Linked DNA regions of Sus scrofa: region 2 is linked to region 1. Evidence: chromatin contacts called from public HiChIP or PLAC-seq data. All regions are on one chromosome and are shown on one strand. The core of a region is the stretch at or near the end of the contact, and the rest is flanking DNA. Distances in the headings are between cores, read along the strand shown.

Region 1 (5,175 bases), core at 1,804-4,303:
GATTTTCTGTCTGGTTGATGTGTCCACTGCTGTAAGTGGGGTGTTAAAGTCCCCCACTATGATTGTGTTATTGTCGATTTCTCCTTTTAAGGTTGTTAGCAGTTGCCTTATATATTGTGGTGAACCTGTGTTGGGTGCATAGATATTTAAAATTGTTATATCATCTTCTTGGATTGATCTTTTGATCATTATGTAATGTCCTTTGTCCCTTAAAATATTCTTCATTTTAAAGTCTATTTTGTCTGTTATGAGTATTGCTACTCCAGCTTTCTTTTGGTCCCCGTTTGCATGAAATATTTTCTTCTATCCTCTCACTTTCAATTTGTATGTGTCCCTAGAAGTGAAGTGGGTCTCTTGAAGACAGCATATATATGGGTCTTGTTTTTGTATCCATTCGGCCAGTGTACGTCTTTTGGTTGGGGCGATTAGTCCATTCACACTTAAGGTAATTATTGATATGTATGTTCTTATTGCCATTTTATTAATTACTTTGGATTTGTTTTTGCTGCCCTTTTTCCTTTCCTTCTTGTCTTGTTCTTTTCTGCCTAGAGAAGTTCCTTTAGTATTTGTTGTAAGCCTGGTTTAGTGTTGCTGAATTCTCTCAGCTTTTGCTTATCTGTGAAGGTTTTGATTTCTCCTTCAAATCTGAACGAGAGCCTTGCTGGGTAGAGTAATCTTGGTTGGAGGTTTTTTCCGTTCATCACGTTGAGTATATCATGCCACTCCCTCTGGCCTGCAGAGTTTCTGCTGAAAAATCTGCCGATAGCCTTATCAGGGTTCCCTTTATGTTATTTGTTTCTTTTCCCTAGCTGTTTTCAAGATTTTCTCTTTGTCTTTAATTTTGGTCAGTTTGATTAGTATGTGTCTCAGGGTGTTCCTCCTTGGGTTCATTTTGTATGGTACTTGTTGTGCTTCCTGGATTTGAGTGAGTGATTCCTTCCCCATGTTAGGGAAGTTTTCGGCTATTATCTCTTGGAATATTTTTTCTGTCTCCTTCTCTCTCTCTTCTCCTTCTGGCACCCCATAATACACATGTTGGTGAGTTTCACGTTGTCCCAGAGTTCTCTGAGACTCTCTTCATTTGTTTTCAATCTTTTTTCTCTTTTCTGTTCTGCATCCTAATTTCCACTAATCTGTCCTCCACTTCGCTTATTTGTTCTTCTGCCTCCTGTATTCTGCTGTTAGCTACTTCTAATGAATTTTTTATTTCAGTTATTGTATTTTGCATCTCTTCTTGTTTAAGTTTTATATCTTGTATCTCTTTGGTCAGTGTTTCCTGTAAGTTATCCATCTTTGCCTCCAGTTTATTTCCAATGTCTTGCATCTTCTTCCGCATCAAAAGTCTAAAGTCTTTTTCCTGGAGGCTGAGAATCTCCTCATGGCTTAGCTGTTTTTCTGGGGTTTTTCCTTTCCCCCTCATCTGAGTTATAGTCCTCTGTCTTTTCATTTTTATAGGTTTTTGGTGTGGTGGACCTTCTTACAGATAATAGAGTTGTAGCCTCTCTTACTTCTGATGTCTGCCCCCCCTGTAGCTGAAGTCAGTATGGAGGCTTGGTGTAGGCTTCCTGATGGGAGGGGCTGATGCCTGCCCCCTGGTAGGAGGAGCTGATTGTAATCCCTCTGGGGGGTGGGGCTTAGTCTTTGGATGGGATTAGAGGCAGCTGTGTGCCTGAGGGGTCTTTAGGTAGCCTGTTTACTGAGGGGCGGGGCTGTGATCCCACCTGGGTTGTTGTTTGCCCTGGGGCTTCTCAGCAGCTGGCTGATGGGTGGGGTCAGATTTTCCCAAAATGGCCACCTCCAGAGAAAGACACAGCTGCTAAATATTCCCGAAAGCTTTGCTTTCAATGTCCTTCCTTCACAACAAGCCACATTCACCTCTGTTTTCCCAGGATGTCCTCCAAGAACTGCGGTCAGGTTTGACCCAGATTCCCTTGGAGACTTTGCTTTGCCCTAGGACTCAGTGCACGTGAAAGTCTGTGTGCGCCTTTTAAGAATGGGGTCTCCGTTTCCCCCAGTCCTGTGGAGCTCCTGCACACAAGCCCCACTGGCCTTCAATGCCAGATGCTCCAGGGGCTCTTTCTCCCTGTGCCAGATCCCCACATGTGAGAGTTTGATGTGTGGCTCAGAACTCTCACTCCTGTAGGTGAGTCTCTGTGAACCAGTTAGTTTCCAGTCTGTGGAGCTTCCCATCCAGGAGGTATGGGGTTGTTTATATCGTGAAATCGCCCCTCCTACCTCTTGATGTGGCCTCCTCTTTTTCTTCTGGAGTAGGGCATCTTTTTTAAGGTTTCCGGTCCATTTTGGTGACGTGTGCTCAGTCTTTAGTTGTGAATTTTGTTGTTTTTAGGAGAGAAGTTGAGCTCCAGTCCTTCTATTCCGCCATCTTAATCCCGTCTCTCAAGAACTTTCAAATACTTTCTGAATAAACAGGTTAAGAGCTGAAACAGCGAACAGACTGACTGCGCCAAACATGCCCCTCAAAGGAAATCTTGGTTACTCCATTTTGCTCCGGTTTCAGCTGAGATGTCCTTCTGCGACCGCCTCCTCTTTCCCTCTTCTCCCAGCAATAGTTTGTTTCAATTAGCCAACCGGGCAGAATGGGCACCCTGACCTGACCCATGGGAAGGGGACAGGTACCTCACCTGCGTTAGGGATAAATAGGGAGGGTCTTCTCTTCTTTGCGCGTGCTTTTGGAGTACCTGCACCCTTCTGCAGAAGTAAAGAGGCGTGTCAAGATCTCCCCTTGTCCATGTGTCTCATTTTTGGACACTGACGATCCGAGCCATTTTCCAACAGGGAGAAGCCTGCACAGTCGAGGGCATCCCCCAGATACTGGGTGCACCAAGATTATTATATGCCACCTTGGGCCTGACTCCCGTATACCTGATCATCTGCCTTGGGGGCTCTGGTCCCTCTGTTTTGTTCTGATGGTGGTACATCTTTGCCTTTGTTCTGTGTTTGCAGAACCTTTCATCTCCTTAGCAGCTGAGAAGCACACACACACAACTACACAATGAGCAGGCTCGCTTCCCTGATCTGGGCCAGGGGCGGCCTCCTTCCCATCTTTGTTCCTGGTGACTCATACTCTACTTTCAACCAGATGTCTGGTTCTCGCGTCTTGTTTGCTTGGAGAAATCTAATTGCCCATCTGGGCATCGTGCCTGGAATTGTTAATGGGGTATTTTTGGTCTCTCCCTGGTTCTCAACCAATCAGGCTTGCTGAAGCACAGCTCTTGCAACTCTCATCTCTGTAGCCAGGGCCAGCTTTGGCCACCAACCCCCCTCCCCCCCGGACACTGCACACAGAAAGGGTCCCACATGTGGTTTAGTGCTCTCACTGGGCCATCTTGAAATTCTTCATCTTTTTATCTTTGAACTTCAGGCTAGTTAGTAAAGTCGAATGGGACAATGGCAACACGTGGTGGGCTTGGAGCCTCAGTTCACACTTGGGTCTTGCTTCTCCCTCCCCGGCAGGATGGGGTCCAAGGCCCTGCCTGGCCCCTCTCTCTGCACCCCAGGACTGCTGACATTCTTTTCTGGGGGGACAGTAACTGGTCGCATCATGGGAGAGCCCCATGTTGCACCGATGCCATCTTGTGTGTGCAGAGAGGGTAAGCCAGGCAGAGTGGACGCTGTCCCTGGGCTGCCTCGCTCGGAAGATGACTGGCTGGTCTGGTGTCTAGGTCAGCCTCAATCCAGGTACACAGCATGGCCAGGAGCAGAGTTTTCAAGGAGCCGACTTAGATGGCATTCCTTTTTATCACAAGTTCTCCATACCTGAGTTTTTTATTTTGACTAGTCTCTTTATTTGCTATTTGCTGGATTTTGTTATCCAGGAGTTTTGTTTTGTTTTCCCATAAGAGCTATTGGGTGCAAATTTGAGAAGGCCTCCTGCCTGTTGGTTTTTTTTTTTTTTTCCCGTGGTTTTCTTTTTTCTTTTCTTTTTTTTTTTTTTTCTTTTTAGGGCCCCACCTTCCCAGGCTAGGGGTCAAATCGGAGTTGCATCTGCTGGCTTACACCACAGTCAGAGAAATGCCAGATCCTGAACCCACGGAGGGGGAGGTGAGGGAATGAACCCATATCCACATGGATATTAGTTGGGTTCTTAACCCACTGAATCACAACGGGAACTCCTGAGAAGGCCTGCTGTTGACTTGCAACTTGAATGACCTCTTCGCTGAATGAAATACCCTCTTGCGAAAAAGCTTCTTGCCCTTAGTCTTCCCTCAGCACCACTGTCTTCTGGCATTTAGCACAGTTCTGGAGAAGTCTGAGGCCAGCATGATTTGGTTTTTCCCTCATTTACTCCTTTTTTTTTTTTTTGGATTCCTAAATCACTCGTTTCCTTTGAATTTCCATTGTTGAAGCTATCTTGGCACTGCTCATTTCCAGATGAAAATTTCCTGGAAAATGCCATGCTCTTTTGGCCTACAGACCATTTTTTCTTTCTGTCAAGGAACAACCTTGGATGTCACCAATATGCCAGGGGCTGGGATGGCAGATCCATGGGAAGGGGAGACAAAGGTCTGACTTTCCCTGAGCCCATCCCAGGCTGGTGTGTGGCGTGGCCAGCACGAGCGGGTTCCCAGCATCCCCCAGGCCCAAGGGCATGTGTGCCCAGGGTGGCCAGGGCAGAGGGGCCTCGGGCATCTGTGGGGAGCAGCACTGCCCCTGAGTATCTCCGTGCAGAGGGAGTGCTCTGTGGGCTGGTTGTGTCCCTGGGTGGGGAACCCCCCCCCTTCCTCCTTGTACCCTCCCCAGTCTGGCTCAAGTTTGCTGCTTCTGGTTGAATGCTCCCAGTTTGTGCTATAAAATGCCAGCTCGGTAATCTGGTGATTTTCCATCTGGATTAAATACTCCTATATTTGCATTTAGATCTGGCTTTGCATAACATGGGGTAGAATGGTAAAATTCATGCTTCTAAATACATTTTTTTTTTTTTTTACTTAGAATGACATTAAATAGCAAAAAAAAAAAAAAAAAAAAGAGAGAGAGAGAGAGCAAGACAAGTTGAAGAGAAATTATGGATGAAAACAAAGAGCTTTATATTTTGGTACCTTCAATGGTACTCGTTCCTGCTTTCTGAATAAATGGGCCCTGCCTTTTAATTTTGCTCTGAGCTCTGCAGATTCTGCTGCCAGCCCAGCCTGGGTTGCCTGACAGGGTATCAGGGCC
Region 2 (5,342 bases), core at 2,387-4,886, 150 kb before region 1:
TGTTGGGCACTACCAGGAGGTCTCTCTGGGGAGGTGACATGAAGCTGACACCCAGGGGAAGGAGGATGGGTGGGGAGGGATGTGGAGAAGCCCTTGTTTATGAAGGCCGAGCTGGGAAAGAGCTCTGAGAAGTAAAAAGAAGGTCAATAGGCAAGCAGTAGGTAAGCAGACAAAAAGGCAGGAGGTGAGGATGGGAAAAGCCATGGCCCCTTGAAAAGCCTGAGGAATAACATCCAATTGTGGTTTAGCAAAGGAACATTCAGAGGGTACTTCGAGGTCCACCTGCTGCTGGAGGTCCCACTGTGGCTCAGCAGATTAAGAATCTGATGAGTATCCATGAGGATGTGGGTTCCATCCCTGGCCTTCCTCAGTGAGCTAAGGATCCCACATTGCCACAAGCTGTGGTATAGGTCACAGATGCCACTCAGATCCGGAGTTGCTGTGGCTGTGGTGTAGGCACAGCTGCAGCTCTGATTCAAACCCTAGCCTGGGAACTTCCATATGCTGAGGGTCGGGACTAAATAAGACCAAAATAAAAGGTCCATTTGCTGCTTTCTATGTTCAGAAAAGCCGGTGGTTAGATGAACTCTCGTTGATGCTTTGTCATGCTCTCAACCCTGGGAGACGAGTTAGAGAGCAATTCTCAAGGTGATTCTCCGGGGCCTGAGCCGTAGATGTGCCATGCGATTGAGAGGAGATGCCAGATGGTGAAAATTAAGGACCTGATTTTTTTTTTTTTTTTTTTTTTTTTGCTTTTTAGGGCTGCACCTGTGGCATATGGAAGTTCCCAGGCTAGGCATCGAATTGGAGCTATAACTGCTGGCCTACACCACAGCTCACGCAATGCCAGATCCCTGACCCACGAGCGAGGCCAGGGATCGAACCTGCATCCTCATGGATACTAGTCGGGCTTGTTTCTGCTGTGCCACAACAGGAACTTCCAATGACCTGATTTTTTTTTTTTTTTTTGGCTTTCTGGAGAAGTGTGTTTCCAGTTTTTTTTTTTTTTAACATGTACACATTCTATTTTCACATATTATCATGTTCCATCATAAGTGACTAGATATAGTTCCCAGTGCTACACAGCAGGATCTCATTGCCAATCCATTCCAAAGGCAAGAGTTTGTATCAATTAACCCCAAGCACCCCATTCACCCCACTCCCTCCCCCCGGCAACCACAAGTCTATTCTCCAGGTCCATGATTTTCTTTTCTGTGGAAAAGTTCATTTGTGCCTCATATTAGATTCCAGATATAAGCGATATCATATGGTATTTGTCTTTCTCTTTCTGACTTACTGCACTCAGTATGAGAGTCTCTAGTTCCATCCATGTTGCTGCAAATGGCATTATTCTGTTCTTTTTTATGGCTGAGTAGTATTCCATTGTGTACATATTCCACATCTTCCTAATCCAATCCTCTGTCAATGGACATTTGGGTTGTTTCCATGTCTTGGCTATTGTGAATAGTGCTGCAATGAACACACGGTGCATGTGTCTTTTTTTTTTAATTTAAAATTTTTCTATTTTTTATTTTATTTTTATTTATTTACTTATTTTTTTATTACTCAAATGAATTTATCACATCTGTAGGTGTATAATGATCATAACAGTCTGATTCACAGGATTTCCATCCCACAGCCCAAGCACATCCCCCCATCCCCCAAACTATCTCCTCCAGAGACCATAAGTTTTTCAATGTCTGTGAGTCAGATTCTGTTCTGCAAAGAAGTTCCGTCTGTCCTTTTTTCAGATTCCACATGTCAGTGAAAGCATTTGATGTTGGTGTCTCTTTGTATGGCTGAGTTCACTTAGCATGATAGTTTCTAGGTCCATCCATGTTGCTAAGAATGCTGGTATTTTCTTCTTTTTAATGGCTGAGTAATATTCCATTGTGTATATGTACTACATCTTCTGGATCCAATCCTCTGTCGATGGACATTTAGGATGTTTCCATGTCTTGGCTATGGTAAATAGCGCTGCAATGAACATTGGAGTACATGTGTCTTTGTGAGTCGTGGTTTTCTCTGGGTAGATGCCCAGGAGTAGGTATTTTTTATTTTTTTTGCATGTGTCTTTTTTAAGGAAAGTTTTGCAAGGACCTGATTCTTGTTCCACCTCTATTAGATAGCTATTCCATGTTCCTCTTATTACACGTGCAGTCAGAAAGTTCAATAAACACTGCAAAAATTCTTAACGTAACTCTGAACAGATTTCAGTGAGATGCAATCTTATAAAAATTTGCCCGAAATTGAGCCCCCTGAGTAAAACCTATGGAGGTGCCCTGTTCCGTGGTTTGTTGAGAAGCAATTTTTTCCTTTTTTTGTGGCTGCCTTGTGGCATATGGAGTTCCTGGGGCCAGGAACCAGATCCCAGCTGCAGCTGTGACCTACATCGCAGCTGTGGCAACACTGGATCTTTAATCCATTCAGCCAGGTCAGGGATCAAACCTGCCCCCAGCACTCCAGAGATGCTGATCCTGAAGTGCCACAGTGGGAACTCTGAGAAGCAATTTTATTTATTTATTTATTTATCTATCTTTTTGCCTTTTCTAGGGCTGCTTCCACAGCATATGGAGATTCCCAGGCTAGGTGTCTAATTGGAGCCGTAGCCACCGGCCTACGCCGGAGCCACAGCAATGCAGGATCCGAGCCGAGTCTGCAACCTACACCACAGCTCATGGCAACGTTGGATCCTTAACCCACTGAGCAAGGCCAGGGATCGAACCCTACAACCTCATGGTTCCTAGTCGGATTCATTAACCACTGTGCCACGACGGGAACTCCTGAGAAGCAATTTTAAATGAGAATTTTAGAGTATACTTAATAAACTTATTTACCTATCATTTGGGGAAAAGTTATTTTTGTTTTGTCATTTTCTTCAACAACTTAACCATTTTTCCATTATGGCTCCTGAGTTAACTAGTTGAATTAAGATGAAAGGGAAGAATTTGAGTCTTTTTACAAGACTTCCCCACACGGGTCAACTGAAGAGAATACATTGCACCATGCTCTGTAGAAAGAGGAGATCTCATAGACTATATTAAGGCTGTTTATTGGAGTTCCTGTCGTGGCACAGCGGAAATGGATCCGACTAGGAACCATGAGGTTGTGGGTTTGATCCTTGGCCTTGCTCAGTGGGTTAAGGATCTGGCATTGCCGTGAGCTGTGGTGTAGGTTGCAGACGAGGCTCAGATCCGATGTGGCTGTGGCTGTGGCTGTGGCCAGCAGCTATAGCTCTGATTGGACTCCTCCCCTAGCCTGGGAACCTCCCCATGCCGTGGGTGTGGCCCTAAAAAGCAAAGCAAAGCAAAGCAAAAACCAAAACCAAAAAAAGACTATGTATAGGGTTCAGTAGTCAAAGAAGGAAGGAGTGATGCCAAACGCTGTCCCCACACTGAACTCTCATCATAACCTCAAAGTGGTACCCAGCAGGGTCTGGCCTCTCCTTGGGGTCGTGGGGGCAGGAGATGCTGTAGTGTTAGTCCTCTGTCTTGGGTCATAGCTCTGACTGCTCTGTACCACCCACCTTCTTGTTCAAAAGACAAGAGCCAAAAGATGAGTCAGAGACAACTCAGCCGGGAGGACGTGCAGTACAGGGTTGATACCCTGGGGCCAGAGCTGTCTCCTTTCAGGTCCAGCTCAGCTCTGAAGCGGGGCTTGTTTCTTCCCATCCTCTCCAAGGCTGTCTCTGTGGACTGAGGGCTTCCTTCTCAATGACTCATCTACAACATTGTACTCACTACAAGGCAAAAGGAAGCTAAGTATTGACTCAACTGTTTTCTCGTTCTTGGTAAAACCAACAAACAAACCATTTCTGGGTCAGGTCATGGTGACCAGAACAAGATTCTGAATTCTTCTTTCCTTTCCTCGTTGTTCAGGTTGAGATGGTCACAAAGACAAGAACTTCAAGAAACTCCCCGTGCGAGTTCTCATTGCGGCGCAGCGGAAAGGAATCTAACTAGTATCCATGAGGATGTGGGTTCGATCCCTGCCCTTGCTCAGTGGGTTAAGGATCCGGCGTTGCTGTGAGCTGTGGTGTAGGTCGCAGGCGCGGCTCGGATCCTGCATGGCTGTGGCTCTGGCGTAGGCTGGCCGCTACAGCTCCGATTGGACCCCTAGCTTGGGAACTTCCATGTGCTGCAGGTGCAGCCCTACAAAGCCAAAGATAAAATAAAGTAAAAATAAAAAAGAAGAATAAGAAGCAGAAGAAGCTCCCTGCATAACCACGCTTTGAATACCTATCTTCTGAGGGTAAAAATACGCTGAGCTTAGTGTGCAACCCTTTGGAAAGAATTGGGGCAGAGCATTTAAGAAAAAGTTCCAAGCCAGTGTTTTTCAGGTTGCAGATTTATGTGTGGGGTATACTAACCCTCTTCTAGAAATTTCAGAATTTGCTTTCACTTCAGTGGTCATCTTTAAAAAATGAATACAACCATATTGTGTCAAATACAGCTTCTGCATGGCTATATTGATGCCGTCAAGGGCCACCATACAGTCTTTTGACCCTTGGATAGCGGTGGGGACTGAGGCACTGCCAGGCATGCAAGAAACAGCATTCATCTCAGTCGAAATGAATTCTTACCCCTCCAGGTAGAAGTGACCAGAAGCTTGGAGCGTGGGTGGGTGAAGGATGTTAACTGCATAGGACGTAGCATCCATGTGGGCTGCTTGGATGATCAGCCTTGGGGCCAGGGAATCCAGGATGTTGGGCCCTGGTGGAGTTTCTTTCATGGCTACCCTAGTCCTGGGCTCACTGTGCAAACACCACGGGGGCTGAGGATGGAGGCTGATGCCCTCCGTTGGAAGGGTGGGCTCGTTCACCTGGTGGACCAGTGCCTCCCCCATGGTGGAAGTGCTCTGGAGAGCGCTGATAATAGACACTGAGACCCGCCCTTTCCCCGGACCTCTTTGTCCCTGATTTTCCAATTTCTTTCACTCCAGGCCACCTGGGGAATTCAGGGGTACAAGGGAAGGCATGTAACATTTATTTATTGTCTTTCTTTTTTTTAGGGCCACACCCGTGGCACATGGAGGTTCCCAGCCAGGGGTCTAATGTGGCTGCCGGCCTCCACCACAGCCACAGCAACACGGGATCCGAGCCAAGTCTGCAACCTACACCAGAGCTCATGGCATTGCCAGATCCTTAATGCATTGAGTGAGGCCAGGGATCGAACCCATGTCCTCATGAATACTCTTCGGGTTCATTCACCACTGAGTGACATCGGGAACTCAATTTATTCATTCATTTAAAAATGTGTGGTGGGAGTTCCCACCATGGCTCAGCGGTAACAAACCCGACGGGTATCCATGAGGACGCAGGTTCGATCCCTGGCCCCACTCAA

Evidence for each region. HiChIP or PLAC-seq counts read pairs in DNA pulled down with a chosen protein or histone mark.
Region 2: a contact with region 1 is called in an H3K27ac HiChIP or PLAC-seq map of alveolar macrophages. The contact joins two enhancer-like sites. A contact is called at or near these places in 2 of 47 Hi-C or Micro-C datasets (blood and liver) and 2 of 2 datasets of contacts at active chromatin or transcription factors (alveolar macrophages and skeletal muscle).

Annotation. Positions count from the first base shown.
Region 1 is chr13:196,809,894-196,815,068 of Sscrofa11.1, reverse strand. The region is part of intron 1 of IFNAR2 (interferon alpha and beta receptor subunit 2); the gene reads right to left. Among named protein-coding and RNA genes, the nearest start is that of IL10RB, 41 kb to the left of the region's middle. Within about 2 kb of position 3,053, at least 13 of the 83 cell types and tissues checked have an H3K27ac peak or open chromatin away from gene starts, as enhancers often do. A contact at or near this core is called in alveolar macrophages, where this site is marked.
Region 2 is chr13:196,957,660-196,963,001 of Sscrofa11.1, reverse strand. No RefSeq gene overlaps it. Among named protein-coding and RNA genes, the nearest start is that of IFNAR1, 34 kb to the right of the region's middle. Within about 2 kb of position 3,636, at least 4 of the 83 cell types and tissues checked have an H3K27ac peak or open chromatin away from gene starts, as enhancers often do. A contact at or near this core is called in alveolar macrophages, where this site is marked.